2 separate regions of the Pan troglodytes genome follow, and region 2 is linked to region 1. The links are chromatin contacts, called in public HiChIP or PLAC-seq maps. All regions are on one chromosome and are shown on one strand. The core of a region is the stretch at or near the end of the contact, and the rest is flanking DNA. Distances in the headings are between cores, read along the strand shown. Region 1 holds the start of GATD3 (glutamine amidotransferase class 1 domain containing 3). Region 2 holds the start of UBE2G2 (ubiquitin conjugating enzyme E2 G2).

The links. HiChIP or PLAC-seq counts read pairs in DNA pulled down with a chosen protein or histone mark.
Region 2: a contact with region 1 is called in an H3K4me3 HiChIP or PLAC-seq map of stem cell-derived excitatory neurons, with 3 times the contacts expected there. The contact joins the promoter of UBE2G2 here to the promoter of GATD3 in region 1. A contact is called at or near these places in 1 of 7 Hi-C or Micro-C datasets (stem cell-derived neural progenitor cells) and 1 of 1 datasets of contacts at active chromatin or transcription factors (stem cell-derived excitatory neurons).

What each region holds. Positions count from the first base shown.
Region 1 is chr22:44,725,979-44,733,402 of NHGRI_mPanTro3-v2.0_pri, forward strand. It overlaps GATD3 (glutamine amidotransferase class 1 domain containing 3), which reads left to right and starts at 4,574. Exons shown (of 6, transcript XM_054675320.2): 1 at 4,574-4,814; 2 at 5,078-5,130; 3 at 7,035-7,148. The coding sequence starts at 4,674. It overlaps PWP2 (PWP2 small subunit processome component), which reads left to right. Exons shown (of 21, transcript XM_531577.8): 21 at 1,583-2,163. The coding sequence ends at 1,757.
Region 2 is chr22:45,444,844-45,452,079 of NHGRI_mPanTro3-v2.0_pri, forward strand. It overlaps UBE2G2 (ubiquitin conjugating enzyme E2 G2), which reads right to left and starts at 2,050. Exons shown (of 6, transcript XM_531493.8): 1 at 1,248-2,050. The coding sequence starts at 1,290. It overlaps SUMO3 (small ubiquitin like modifier 3), which reads right to left. Exons shown (of 4, transcript XM_024352427.3): 4 at 5,166-6,581. The coding sequence ends at 6,492.

The DNA.
Region 1 (7,424 bases), core at 3,324-5,823:
AGTCCTGGAGGTGTGGCTGCCCTGAGCTGTGGCTCCCCTAGAAAAGGGTGCTGTTGCTGCTGCTGCGAGGATTCATCCGCGGGCCTAGGACAGGGCCCGGCCCTCCGCAGTGCTCACTCTGCGGGGGTGCCCGCCTCTTCTGTCATTTCTTTGTGGTTTGTGCCTTTTTTGTCCCTACCAATTCACCTTCCCTAAAGGTCCTGCAGAGCCGGGACTAGGCAGCCCTCAGAGTAGCCATGTGAGGGATATCACCCTCTGTTGCCAATCAGTTGCCGGGTTTCCCAGCTGCGTTTCTGAAAGGTCTGTTCTCTGCCCTGTTTGCGAGTTGCTCTGTCCAGGGTTCAGGGGCAGAGCCTGAGTTTGGGCCTTGTGGGTTCATGTGGTCCTCCTGTCTGTCCTTGAAGTGTCACTCAGTCTTTGGAAAGAGTCCTGGAGTCCAGGTCAAGCCTGTCCTCCCCTTGTGTTCTGGGTGCCCTACAGAAGGCTGGGATGTGCCCTGATCCACAGTTTTGGTGCCAGGCCTTCCCTCGGCTGAGATGTCCTGGACTTTTCACAGAGCTCTGTAGGGGAGGAGGGTTGTCTAGCTCCCTTATTTATGTATTTATTTATTTTTTAATTCTTTTTTTTTTTTTTTTTTTGAGATGAAGTCTCGCTCTGTTGCTTAGGCTGGAGTGCAGTGGCGTGATCTCAGCACATTGCAACCTCTGCCTCCCAGGTTCAAGCAATTCTCCTGCCTCAGCCTCCCAAGTAGCTGTGGTTACAGGCACACGCCACCACCCCCAGCTAATTTTTGTATTTTTAGTAGAGACAGGGTTTCACCTTGTTGGCCAGGCTGGTCTTAAACTCCTGACCTCAGGTGATCTGCCTGCCTCTGCCTCTCAAACAAAGTGCTGGGATTATAGGTATGAGCCACCATACCCGGCTGAGCTCCTTTAGATTTATTCCCTCTTATGGGATGTTTTTAGAGTTCATGTAAGCGCATTGTTCCTTGGACCTCCTGTCTAGGCGTTCACTGCCAATCTGTAGGGTTGCCATTGGCTGTCAGGAAGAGTCCTGCATAGAGGGTCCTGTGACCTGCAGATGCGATGGGGCGCTTCCTTCCTTTCTCATCCATTTATCTTTCAGTTCTCCTTTCCTATGTAAAGTGATGGTGGCATCACTTTTCTGCTTTATTCCATTAACTCAGAAAATTAACTGATTCAGAGCGTGCCTTCCTCCCCTCTCGCTCCACAACACCACATAGCTCTGCAGCGGTCTCTTCCTAAGTGTTTGGTGGAACTTGCTGGTGAAGCCATCTAGATTGGGCCCAGCGGAAGGGCTGAGCTGCCAGGATGACCCCAAAGGGATGGGATGTTACAGTTGGGTCCTTGGGTCCTTGAAGGCCTTTGCTGCCCCAGGGCTGGATGGGGCAGAACCAGATTGTTGGGGCAGGGAAAAGAGGAAAAAAATGGCTGCTGGGGTGGAGGAACCGGCATGTCCAGCACCTGCTGCTTTTCTCAGGGGTCACAGAGGAGGTGGTTGGGTGCAGGACAGGCCAGGGCCTGGGCGTTGCTGGCATTGACCATCCCTGTGTGATTGACAGCTGTAGCTGGAACCACTATAACATGCAGTACGCACTAGCAGTTTCCAAGCAGCGGGGCACAAAACGCTCCCTAGACCCGCTGGGAAGTGAGGAGGAGGCAGAAGCATCTGAAGATGACAGCCTGCATCTGCTTGGAGGAGGAGGCAGAGACTCAGAAGAAGAGATGCTGGCCTAGAGCCAGCCGGTTGCAGCGTTGGATTGTGCCGGCTAAGACCTGCCAGGGAGATGGGACCCTTGTGCCACATGGGCCAGCAAAGAGGAGGGGTCCAGAGAACAGCTGAAATACTGTCACTAGTGGTAGTGACTTGCTTTTCCTGTGCACACATGTAGCCCATCAGGACAGCAAGCCGACGGGTCACGCCAGGGGCCGGCACGCACTGGCACCTGGCCCCAGGAGCGGGGCCGTGTGAACGGTGATGAATGTTGAAAATGCGTCTCAGAGGTATTCACATGAACTTTGTATGAGACTTATTTATATCTTTAACATAAAGGTTTGATAAAGAACTTAGGGATAAAAAAAGATGGAGTTTTCTAACGTGAGGATGAAGTCTACACTTCAGATTAAAAAGGGTTATGTTGTATCCTGGTGTCTTGTGGGGGCTCAAGACCTGCCTGCCTGCCCACCAGGGCCTCCGTCCTGGGGAAGCAGGCTGACAGAGCGGGGTGCTCCTGCTGTCTAGCGGGGGCTCTGCCCTGTGACCTGTGCATATCCTTGGGGTCAGGGGCACAGAGCCTCTCCCTGACCTCTTGGGGACGCTTTGGAGTCTGGGGCTGGGATTGGCCTGTCTTGGTGAGCTCACTCAGACCTGCACCAGCTCTGTGTGGGCCACACGGAGGAGGAGACAGCTCCTCCCCTCTGCAGTGCCCTTGGGAATAGTCATCATGAGAGAGGCTTGGGTCTCCAACATGGTAGGGCATCCTGGTCCCCACAGCTCAGTAACAGCAGCCTCCAGGGTCAGGACCTGAGGCTGACACTGAGGTGGGCACTTCACCGACTGCCAGTGCTGTCTGCCAGGCCCAGCCTGTCCCTCGCCAGCGGTGTGGCCCACAAGACCCTGGGTAGTACCTGGCTCCCTTGCTTATCTGGGAAGTGGAGCTGATATCTGCCTGCCGGCCTCCCAGGGGTGGTGTGAGGCCAAATGTACTAGAGAGTGGAGATGAATACGACAGGCAGTGCCTTGTGGCCCACAGCACTGTACCTGGAGGCCTGCAGACCAGAGGTCTTTGTAGAAGGGAGGAGCTCAGGCCCTGATGCCACCAGGTGTTCTGTGGCTGCACAATCTCCATGACCCAGACTAGAGAGAATCCTTAGCTATCGCCTACCCAAAGCACAAGTTCCAGTGTTCCCCTCCCTTGCCTCGCCCTTTTCCGTGAAACAATTTCCAGCGTTCCCCCTCCTCGCCTCACCCTTTTCTTTGTCACATGTGCATGGCGATGGACACCTGAGTAGTCGCCCCTGGGACAACTGGAGCTGCAGCTCTGCAGTGGGGTCTGGGAGCTCCTGGCCAGGGGCAGCTCCCGCACACTTGGTAGAGACAGGGTCCTGGCCCCCACACCGACTGAGTGAGAGTCTGCATTCGGCATTTCCTTTCTGAGTGGCGCTTGGTGTTTTTTTGTGCCATCCCACAACCCCATCGCTCCCACCAGCTGATGCTCCCTGGCTGGCCGCTCCCCAGGAGCTGAGAAGCCTGAAGAGGGCCAGGCACGGAGGAGCAGGAACGAGGACAGTCAAATGTGCCAAGCTTGTCTTTGGTTGTAACTGGTAATGTCCCATGTCTGTTATTCTAGTTCCCCACTATCTTGCGAGGATTGGCAGTAAAGTCCTAGTGATGGACAACGCGGCAGTGGGGAAAGTGACAGCCGTGGCTAGATCATCAGATGTGTCTGTAGAATCCAGTGTGTCCCTGTGAACATCCGCCAGCAGTAACCATTCACATTATTTCAAAAACCTGAATTATTAGGTTGAAAATGGGTAAATCGGGGAAAAAGCCAGCACTTATCCAGCTATTCCTCTGTGAACTAACCCATGCATAACAAATAGATTTTTTTAATGGAAGAATTCCAGCTAGGACCCGAGCAGCTGGGATCTTCACACTGACCGTCCATGCTGTGAACGTAAAAAACAAAAACAAAAAAACAAACCCAAACAGCGCCCGGGAATGGTGGCTCACGCCTGTAATCCCAGCACTTTGGGAGTCCGAGGCGGGCAGATCACCTGAGCTCGGGAGTTCAAGACCAGCCAGACCAACATGGAGAAACCCCGTCTCTACTAAAAATACAAAATTATCCTGGCGTGGTGGCGCATGCCTGTAGTCCCAGCTACTCGGGAGGCTGAGGCAGGAGAGTCGCTTGAACCTGGGAGGCGGAGGTTGCGTTGAGCCGACTTCGCGCCATTGCACTCCAGCCCGGGCAACAAGAGGGAAACTCCGCCTCAAAAAAAAAAAAAACCCAAACAGAATCGGCGGCTCACTTGCCCCCAGACTAACCCAGATCAAGCCCCTGGGTGGAACTGCAGTTTCCAGGATAGAACATCCCGGGGTCAGTAAAACCCGGAGGGGTCGCTCCGTGGGAGCCGGAGCCGCGAGGAGACAGTCATGGAAGCGGAGGGGTAGTCCTGACCCCGCGTGGGTCCTGACGCCGAGATTAAGACGAGTGGCCATTTAGGAGGATGTGGACCCTGGATGCTCGTGGTGAGTTAAGGATGAGACGGAGGTAAGGTAAGAAGCGCCGGACTGAGCCGCCCCGAGGCAAGACTGCTCTGCGGATGGCGGAAAGGGTGCGCCGCCTGTGGAGGCGTCCGATGGGGGCGGGGCTGGGGGCCCCGGGAGTCACCAGCATCCCTCAGCCTCGAGCACGAGCCCTCAGCCACCACCGGAAGGAAGACAGGGTTCCCGGAACTCTATTCGGAGGCTCTGCGCAGGCGCGGGCCCGCCCACCGGCGCACTCACTGGATAGGGCTGAGACGGGGGCGGGTCTTGGCTCCGCCCCGAAGGCTGCGCAGGCGCGGTCCCGACGAGCAACGCGTTTGTAGACGGGTGGGTGCGCACGCTCTGTGCCTGCGTGACCTTCCGACCCCGCTGTCCTCACCGCAATGGCGGCTGTGAGGGCCCTGGTGGCCTCGAGGCTCGCTGCGGCATCTGCATTCACGTCCCTGTCCCCCGGCGGTCGGACGCCTTCCCAGCGCGCAGCCCTTCACCTCTCCGTGCCGCGCCCCGCGGCCAGGGTCGCGCTGGTGAGTGGACGGAGGGGGTGAGGTCAGCTCCCGCCTCCAGAGATCAGCCTTCGCTGTTCTCTGCCCAAGGTCGGCCCCTCTTCCTAGGTCCGCTCCCGCCGCCCCACGTCGGCTCCTTCACCCCGAGTCACCTCCTGCGGCCCAGGTCGGCCCCATTTTCCCGGGTCAGCTCCCGCGGCCCAGGTCGGCCCCTTTCCCCCCAGTCAACTCCCGCCGCCCAGGTCGGCCCCTTTCCCCCGGGTCAGCTCCCGCTCCTCTCGCAGGTGCTGTCTGGATGCGGAGTCTACGATGGGACCGAGATCCACGAGGCCTCGGCGTAAGTCCTCAGGGGCAGCTGGTCCTCCACCCCGGGGGCCTCGAGAAGGCCTCTCCACCAGTGAAGTTTACTCTTTTTTGAACAGCTTAGAGAAAGCATGTATTTTATTTTATTTTTACTTTTTGTCTTTTGAGACAGCGCCCAGTCTGGAGTGCAATGGCGCGACCTTGGCTCACTGCGGCCTCCGCCTCCTGGGTTCAAGCGATTCTCCTGCCTCAGCCTTCCGAGTAGCTGGGACTGCAAGCATGCACCACCACACCCAACTAATTTGTGTATTTTTAGTAGATACGGAGTTTCACCATGTTGGCCAGGCTGGTCTCAAACTCCTGACCTCAAGTGATCCTCCCGCTTTGGCCTCCCAAAGTGCTGGGATTACAGGCATGAGCCACTGCACCCGGCCGAGAGAGCTTGTATTTTAAATACCCTATCCTTGGCTAAAAAAAAGCAAAAACGACTCGCAAAACCCAGGGAGACGCTAAGGAAGAACAGTTTTTAAGTGTCGCTTATACTGTCATCTAGAGCCTAGAAATGACTTAGCATTTCATTTGAGTGTTTTTCAGGACACACACATTTTGAAAACACTGAGATCACACTCACCCGTGTTTTGCAAATGTTTCTGACGCATGGGAAGTAATTCCCATTCATTCAGTTCTCAACATCATTTTAACAGTTGCGTGGTATTTCTGGGTCCTAGACAGGTTACTGTTTATGTAACTGGTCAGCTGTTGCTGAGTGCTTGGTGGCCTGATTTCCTGTGTTACTGGAAATGACTGCAGGCCGAACCAGTAGGGCAGGAGGCCACCACGCGTGCCAGGTACCTGTAGTTCCCATGTGGTTCAGGGTGAACTGGAGAGGGGAGAGCTAGGTGGTGGCGAAAGGGGTGTCAGGCCATGGAGAGTGGCCTGAGGCTGGTGGCTTTGTGGGTGGCCCACCTTGGCCGGTTGGAATTGGCACTAGACAGAGTGAGCTGGGGGAAAGGGCCAGGATGTGTTTCATGATTTGGCCTTGGTGGGATAGAAAATAGCCCCAGAATAGCTTGAGCCCTCCCAGGCAGAACGGCAGGGTCTTGTGTCTGGGGTGTCTGGGTGGATTTCTTATGGGTAGCGGAACCCAAGTGCCAGGGCCAGGTGCTGACCTCTCCCTCTGGCAAGTCACTGCACTTCATGCCTCGGTTTCCTCCTCCACGTAAGGGGCAGTGAGGGCTTAGTGTGTGGGTGGGCTTAGCCACCTATTTCCTGTTGGCACTGGGAGTTGCGGATGCCAGCGTGACCCCTCATAATGTCAGCTGTTGTCCCCAGGAGGAGCTTCTGTTGCCCTTGCCCTTGGGGAGATGGAGCTGCCTGGCCTGTGGTGTTGTCCTGGGGTCTCTTGTGTCTCTCCCACCATCTGTGATGGGAAAGTTGAGGGAGACTAGAAATTGAACTAAGTAGTGACCGAAAGCCCCGTCACACCGTCTGTGCACGTGGCACTCTGAGCACACTGCTGCTTCTCACTCTTGGTGCTTGCAGCAAGCAACTGGAGGAGGGCAGCCAGGCCCTGGGTGTAGGCAGAGCACTCAGCAGCCGGGGACCCGCACGCCTCCAGGCTGTGCCCTCAGTGGAGTCACCCAGCCCCCATACCCCAGTTTGCAAAGGGAGCTGTTGGGACCAGCTGATCTCCATAGCCCACTTCTGAGGGTTTGTCATAGTCGTAACCCACCAACCGACAGTGAATTAGAATGGGGGTGTGGGGGACATTTGGCTTGGATGGAACCAACCGTAACTTTTTGCACAGCAAGTAAGATATTAATATACATTAGGAATTTGCTCCTGGTACTTACCTAAAATCCTGTTTTTAAAAATGTGTTAACACAAATCTGAGTGGGGCACGTTTTGAAGAGTTGTCTCTGGTTTTCCCCCGTGCAGGATCCTGGTGCACCTGAGCCGTGGAGGGGCTGAAGTCCAGATCTTTGCTCCTGACGTCCCTCAGATGCACGTGATTGACCACACCAAGGGGCAGCCGTCCGAAGGCGAGAGCAGGTGTGGGGGTGGGATTGGAACTTGCTTCTTGTCCACCTCCCACGGTGCAGCCTTTTTTTGCTGGCTTAGCTTAAACCAAGTCTTGTGTGCAAATGAACATCCTTCTGAGCAGCTGTGCTCGGGCTGTTCTGGAAGTAATGCTGCCAAGGCTCAGGAGTGCCTTCCTTCCAGTACTCACAGAAGGACTGAAAATGGCGACCGGATGGCTTCCCACTGAGTCAGGCTGCTCATACCTTGGTCTTAAGCAAAGGTGGTGGTTCTCAGTTTGGTCGCCCA
Region 2 (7,236 bases), core at 800-3,299, 720 kb after region 1:
TACATTGCATTAGGTACTATAAGTAACCTTGAGATGATTTAAAAGTTATGAGAGGCTATGCATACATTAAATGCAAATACCACGCCACCTTATAGTAGGGACTTGAGCATCCGAGGATTCTGGTATCTGCAGCGGGGCCTGGAACCAATCCCCTCCAGATACCAAGGGAAGAATGACCATACGTGAGTGAGCCTGTATTTGCAACGTTTTGGTCTGCTTAAGCCAAATATCAACTCTCACTGGGCGGTGTCACCAATAGTTTTACGAAATCAAGCTACATGTATATTCACCACTTATTTTTTTCTCACATTCATTCTTTTAGCTTAACTTTCTTCCAAAATTATCCTCAATCTAATTACAAAAGCAGCGGCTAACTTTATTAAGAGTTACACATCAGGTATTTTGCTAAGCACTTCACCTGCAGTATCAAGTTTAACCTTTTAAGACAAGGAAACTGCAGAGACAGAGAGAGGAACAAGGTCAAGGAGCTAACAAGCAGAGAGGCCGGGTCTGAACTCAGGCCCTGCTCTTAGCCGGCTACTATCTTGTCTCCATCGGCGACTCAGGTTCCTGGCGCTTTCAACACAATGGCATTCCAAGACTTCTCGCAGCAGTTCTTCCAAGCGGGCATTCGGTGTAAAACGATGGAATGCCGAGTGTTCCTAGGTTCTCATTCCTCCCTTCGCTCTCCTCAGACATTAGAAATATCTAATTTACCGGGTAGGAAAGCACTCAAGAGGTTTTCTCAACACTACCCAGGAGGAGTGACAGGTGGCACTGTTCAAAAACCCTTTTCCTTCATTAGAGGGAAAGCCAAAATCTGACCTTTCAAAGCTCCACCAACGAGCCTTTCCCCTTTTAACGCATACACTTTTCCCTCCTAATTCCGCAGCAGCAAGTCAGGCCTTCTTCCTCAAGCTCTCACTGCACGTTCTCAAGGCTGCCAAGAAAAGAAAAAATAGAAGAGAAAAAAACAAGCCCGCAAAGACTCAACTGTGTGTGCTCTCAACTAACACGGCGCCGGCGCTGCCTTTACCGATGCTGGGAAGGCTTCTCTTCACGACTTCACGCGTGAGAGTGGGCAGCGGGCGCAGAGCGCGGCACTCCGCGGGACCCACAGCGGGGCTCGCGGTGGAGGCCCCGGGCCCGGCTCCCCCGCCAGGCTCCCTGCCCCAGCCCCGCCGGACGACGCGGGCCCGGGAGCAGGAACGCGGGACGCTGCTGACGGCCCGGGTCCCCAGACTCACGTTTGTACTCGGCCATCAGCCTCTTGAGCGCCGTCCCCGCCATGGCCCCGCAACAGCTGCGCCGAGCGACCTCGCCTCAGCCGCGCGCGTTCCTCCTGCCCCGACACCGGGGACTGCTTCCGGGCCACCGTCGCGGGCCCAGGAACTCTTCCGGGGCGTGGCGCGTGCGCGATCGCCGAGGCGCGCTGTCCGGGTGGTGGGAGCTCAACCCGCGACCGCGGCTACGGTTCTCTTGGCTCCTGCCCTCGCCTTAGTCGCTCTGCGGGGTTGGTTCGGTCCCGGCACTTCCAGAGGCCTCAGGGTCCTGGTCTTGTAGAGACTTCCTGAACGGTGGCGCCTGTTCTAGTGTGTGTGCGCTAACTGCCTGTTCTGTGCCAGCCGCGCGTGGCCGAAGGGCGGGAGGACGGGGGTTGTGGAGGGGAGGATGGAGGTTGGGGAGACAGGGCGGGGACGAGATAAGAGGTCGGGGGGTGGGGAGGATGGTCGCGGGGCGGTCTGGGGCTGGAGACAAGGGGCCTGAGGTGCGGGTACGCACTGAACATTCCAACCGTCCCCAGCCGGCCGGGTTTCAGGTTTGAAAAGGTGGGAAGGTTAGCTGTCCTGGCGCTTTTCCTCCACGTGTTGTGCGGCTCCGCTGGAGTTCGGGTCCAGCACCTTCTACTCCGAGGGAGAGAGCCGCGGGGAGAGCCCTGTTCGGGCCCGCGGCTCGAACTGACCGCCGGCTCTGCCGAGCAGCCTCGACCCCAGGGCACCCCCGGGAGGGAGGGCGCGGCTCAGGTCCCTGCCCGAACCCCTGGGGTGCTGAGAGACTCCCCAGCGCCCCGCGTGGGCTCCCGGCCTCTCCACAGTTGAGGATCCTGTAAGGAGCGAGCCCTTTTTCCCATAATGGCTGTAGTGAGTGGGTGTGCTTTCCCGATTGACCCGCTGTGAGGTGAGCGATTTTAACCCACATGCTTACTGACTTCACAGCACAGTAAGTGCTTCGTGGCTGTCCGGTGCAAGGATGTATATACACACACACCTTTGCAAAAAAAAGTTTGCATCTCTTGCCTGGCTGTTTGTTGCAATAATCTATCATTTGTCTTTTCCTTCCCAGCATTGCAGATGATCCCTTTAAAAGAAGTCTGATCACATTCACACGCTGCTCCGCCCATTTCACTCAGTAAAGCTGAAGTCCTGCAGTGCTTTGCTCTGCCTCCGGTCACCCCGCCATACTCCCTGACCCTCCCTCCCTCTCACTCCACTCCAGCTGCCCTGGCCTGGTTCAGAGTCCCTGACTCTTCCCTCCCCGGAAACACTTTCTGGCGGCTCTTGTCCCCGACTCTTCCCACCCTCTTTCAGTCTTTGCTCAAATGTTGCCTCTTCAGTGTGGCCTAGGCCATCACCACCCGGCCTTCACCGCATACCTTTTTCTCTGCAACACCTACTCAACACACCGTACTATAGAACTTACTAGCATGCTATAAATGTATTACCCTTATCTGTTGCCTCTAACCAAAAGCGTGTTCCATGAGAGCCATGGGTCCCTGCCTACTTCTGTCTTGTTTCTGGGGCAGCCTCTGTACCTGGACACCGTATACTCTTAACACGGATTTGTCAAATCAAATGAAATTTAACAATACAAACTTCACAAGTATGCATAGTGTAGGAAAATTCCCCAAAATTCAAAATTTCAGTCTACCTCCATCTTTTCAAATGACCACAGTGCTTTATAAAAATGACATGGTCCTTTGAGACTGTTTCAGAGAGTAATTTGTGCAAATGCAATGTGCAAAAAGTCACAGTGGAGGTGCTTCCTCCCCCATTCAAGAGCTGCTCTCTCTCTAATCAGACAGCACCCCACACCCCAAGGCAGTCTGTCCAGTGCTCCTAAAGGAGAGCAGCTCCCCTTTTCCAGTTATGGGAGATGTGGGCAATAAAGCATTACTGTCAATGCTGTGATGTTCACTGTAACATATGCTTGATGTTTTCATAATTTTATCAATCTTTTTCAGACATCTTACTGCAGAACACTGTATGTTTTCCAATTATTATTTTTCAGAAATGTGGTTTACAGCTTCTATCAGGATTAGCTTCAGCTTCAAGTGACAAAAGTCACTTGAAATATGAGTTGCTGAAACAAGATGGCAGTCTCTCCCCTCAACAGGACTGTTACAACACCTTATCTTCAGAGAACCAGGCTCTCTGCAACATTTCAGGGACATCGTTCAGTACCTTATGTGAAATTCCAGTTTAGCTGGGCATCCTATATTTTAATTGGCTAACTCGTGGAACTCTCAACTTGGATCAAGTGGCAGTGGAGTCCCAGGGATTCTGAGCAGCCAGTGTGTAATACTGCATGGCAGCACACCCTGGGGAGGCCAACTGTACAGAATAAAATTAATGCTTTCTATCTTTAGCAACTAAAGTTCTGAAATATAAAAAGGACCTCACAGCTTAACCCATGTTATACGGTGGGGTTTTCCCATGAACATCACGCGTTTCCAGCTGGGCACTCCTGCAGCATGGCTAAGATGACAACTCAAGTTTCCTGGGAGTGGGGGTTCCTGGGATGTGAACCTTTCGGTGCAAAAACTGGAGAAGTTCCAGTTGGGACCCCAGGCATAGATACTAGGATAAATAGGGCCTCTCTCCTCCAGGAGCATCAATTTAACCCAAAGATTCTTGGAGTCAGTTTCACATAAGTAATCTTGTTGAAAATAGTAATCCCAACAGATCTATTTTTCCAAATGCACCATTTGCATAAATCTCAGAAAAAAGACAACTTCAAGAACATACCTTTGCTGGGCACCGTGGCTCATGCCTGTAATCCCAACTACTTGGGAGGCTGAGGCACGAGGATCACTTGAGGCCAGGAGTCTGAGATCAGCTTGGGCAACTGATTTATGGTTTGGATTTGTGTCCATGCCCTTCCTCTTCTGCCATGATTATAAGTTTCCTGAGGCCTCCCTAGCCGTGCTTCCTGTACAGCCTACAGAACTATGAGTCAATTAAACCTCTTTTCTTTATAAATTACCCAGTCTCAGGTAGTTCTTTATAGTAATGTGAGGATGCACTAATACAGCAATATAGTGAGACCTCCATCTCTACAAATCTTTTTTAGAAAGACAGGACATCCTGCTGGTTCTGCTGTGAGGTGTTGTGGGTGGAAGTTCAAGCAGCGCTGCCCTAATACATCCACATATGCTCCTGGCCATTATTCTTATCTAACCTACGGTGCCTGGGACACATCCCTTTCCTCATTGATTTTGGCAGCCGCTTCGCCCCAGGCTGCCTAGGGAATCTGGCAGATGTCCCCATCCTGTATTGTGCCTTAATCCGTGCACTCTTCCTGGTGCAAGTGAATCACGTGTTCCATCTCCACAGCTGCCCATCTTTCTTCACCTTGGGTTCATTCAACTGATGGGCTAAAACAGCTCATTTTCAACCTGGGTTTTGTTACACCATTGCATACTGGGAAATTCTTAAAGCCAAATCAACGTCAGTTCAGTTTCAAAGCAGATAGGTAAGTTGTCCATGGCAGAAGGAAAGCCGACTTACATTCAAACACCAGAAAACGAGAGATGTCCTAGACTAACACCCAAGCTCACCTGCCTCTAAAATCCACCCTTTCTTTACATACGAAACCCAGGAGAGGGAGGGTAACATGTCACAGTGATGCCAGCTCAGACAGCTGTCAGCCAGGGGGTCTCTGAGGAGAGGATGCATCCCTCAGCAGGAAGAAGGCTGGACTAGCATTGGTGATGTGCCAGGGGAGGGGAAATGAGCTGCCAGGCGAATACTAACCTTCCAGCGGCTAGCTTTTCAATCAAAGTTTCTCAGTGCAGTGGCCGCCTGGAATGGTCAATTCAAACACTGAATTGTACCAGTATGCCCCAACCTTCAAACGCAGTGTTTAGTAGAAGCCAAGAGACAGAATACCAAACTATATTTACTGTTTACAGTAGTAAAGGACAACAAATAATGTACAAATTGGTGAATAAACACAACAGAGCCAACAAACATCCCACCCGAGCCCATACAGCAAACAGGAAATGAGAACATTTCAGCAAGATTTCAAGCAAGCAAGAGACGATGGGTCATCGTTCAGGTGACTATAAAAAGGCGGAGAATGGCCACCAAGCAGCAATGGAGCCTCAGGGAAGGACAATAGGCAGAACTATGAAAATGTTTAATTGGTATAGATCCCAAAATATTTCACAGAACTGAAATCACCAGACTAATGCATAAATTCAATACCTATTTGGAAAGCAGCACGGCACAAACCCACGAGAAGAACATGAAGTCATCATTCCATGGGTTCATTTGTAACCACACTTGGAAGTAGCTCTTATACACGACAACGTAACTGCAAATTCAGCAATACTTAGTCTTACTTTTTTATGTATAGACCATAATCATTCACCAGAAGCAAATACTAGAAGAAATCTGAGGCCACAACACCATTACCAAATGAGAAATGTGGGAATTTCTTCAATATTAAGAGGGAGAAAAAGGCCAATTTTGGTTGTGCCAATCCTTGCCTGTGTACCAATGCCAGGTACTGAGCAGGGAGTGGGGTGGGAGGGGTGGCAGGGGGGTGGGTCCTGGGCCTCAGACCCCGAGGTTACATGCTTGAGGGCCAGAGAGCATGTGGGGTCAAATTACCAAAAGACTCGGTTATTTTTTAACCTCTGAAGAAGCATTCCAGTATTTTCCCTTCAACTTTTCCATATACTGACAAAGCTTAAATTTGCAATATTTAGCATTTTAATCATCTGTGCCTGTAACAGCAAGTGACTCTGTCCTCCCTACCAACCTTGCCCCCAATACCTGTCCAACAGCTACATCCCCACTGCGGGAAACACCAATTCTCTATGTGACTGGAGTGAGCAGGGGAGAGGCAACCAACTCAGGAGTCAGATCCCTGGCCAGACTAAAAGCGAACATTCAGGCTATAATTTTGGGGTTAAAAAAATGTTGTAGGAGGGGGGGAAAAACACAAATGAGCACACAAAAGTACCCAAAATATCTTGCAACTCATTTTACCTGAACAAAGATAACAATTCTGATTGGCCCAATTTAAGTTACAGATTCATCCCTGCAGATATAGTTTTGAGTTGCACTTGAAGTACATCAAAGAGAGGAAAATCATCGTGGTGAATGTCCTCGAGTTTCCGCAGACGCCTTTGTGGTCGGCATGGTCACGTGCTCACCATTCAACAGCAATGCAAGGATGGACGGCCCGGGCTGGGGACGGGCCCTCTAGAAACTGTGCCCTGCCAGGCTGCTCTCCGGCACACCTCCCGTCTGCTGCTGGAACACGTCGATGGTGTCCTCGTCCTCCATCTCCAGCTGTCATGGTTGTCACAACAGGCACAGCGAGAGAGAGGGGAGCCTGTTAGTTTTCATCAGAGAGTGGGAAGATCCTCACTGGCATGAGTGTTCCCTGACACTAGCGACATCACCTTGTCACACCTTGGCTCTTGTCCGTCCCCTCACTGCAGCTCAGCACGCATGGAAGAGGCATTGCTGTATGCTCACTACAGCCCTTACGGTTCAGCAAGCTTCCCCTAACAAAACTCACAAAAGCAGATTCAAAGCTAAAATGTTAACTGAGAGAAAAACTGAGTCTAGAAGATAAACTGAAATGTCTAAAATTCTTACTGAAAATTACACAAAATCAGATTCTAATTAAGAACATCTGATTAGCAGCACTGAGTCCTAGGACCCACAGGAGCCTTGCGCTTTATACCAAGTGTGGGGGACCATGCCATGAAAGCCAAAGCCCCCAGCTCACAGAAGGGCCTGTCAAGTGAGGGTCCATTGCCAGCTTCTCCCTGCCCCTCCCCATTTAAAGCCCAGGCAAGGTAGTGAAACACCCCCGCTCACTTCTCTCCTCCTGACACAGTGGGCGCAAAACACCCACCCTGATCTTCTTCCATCCTCTAAGCAAGAGGAAGCTTCTGCCAGTTCCTACACAGACTCAGCAAGGCTGGAAGCAGTCATG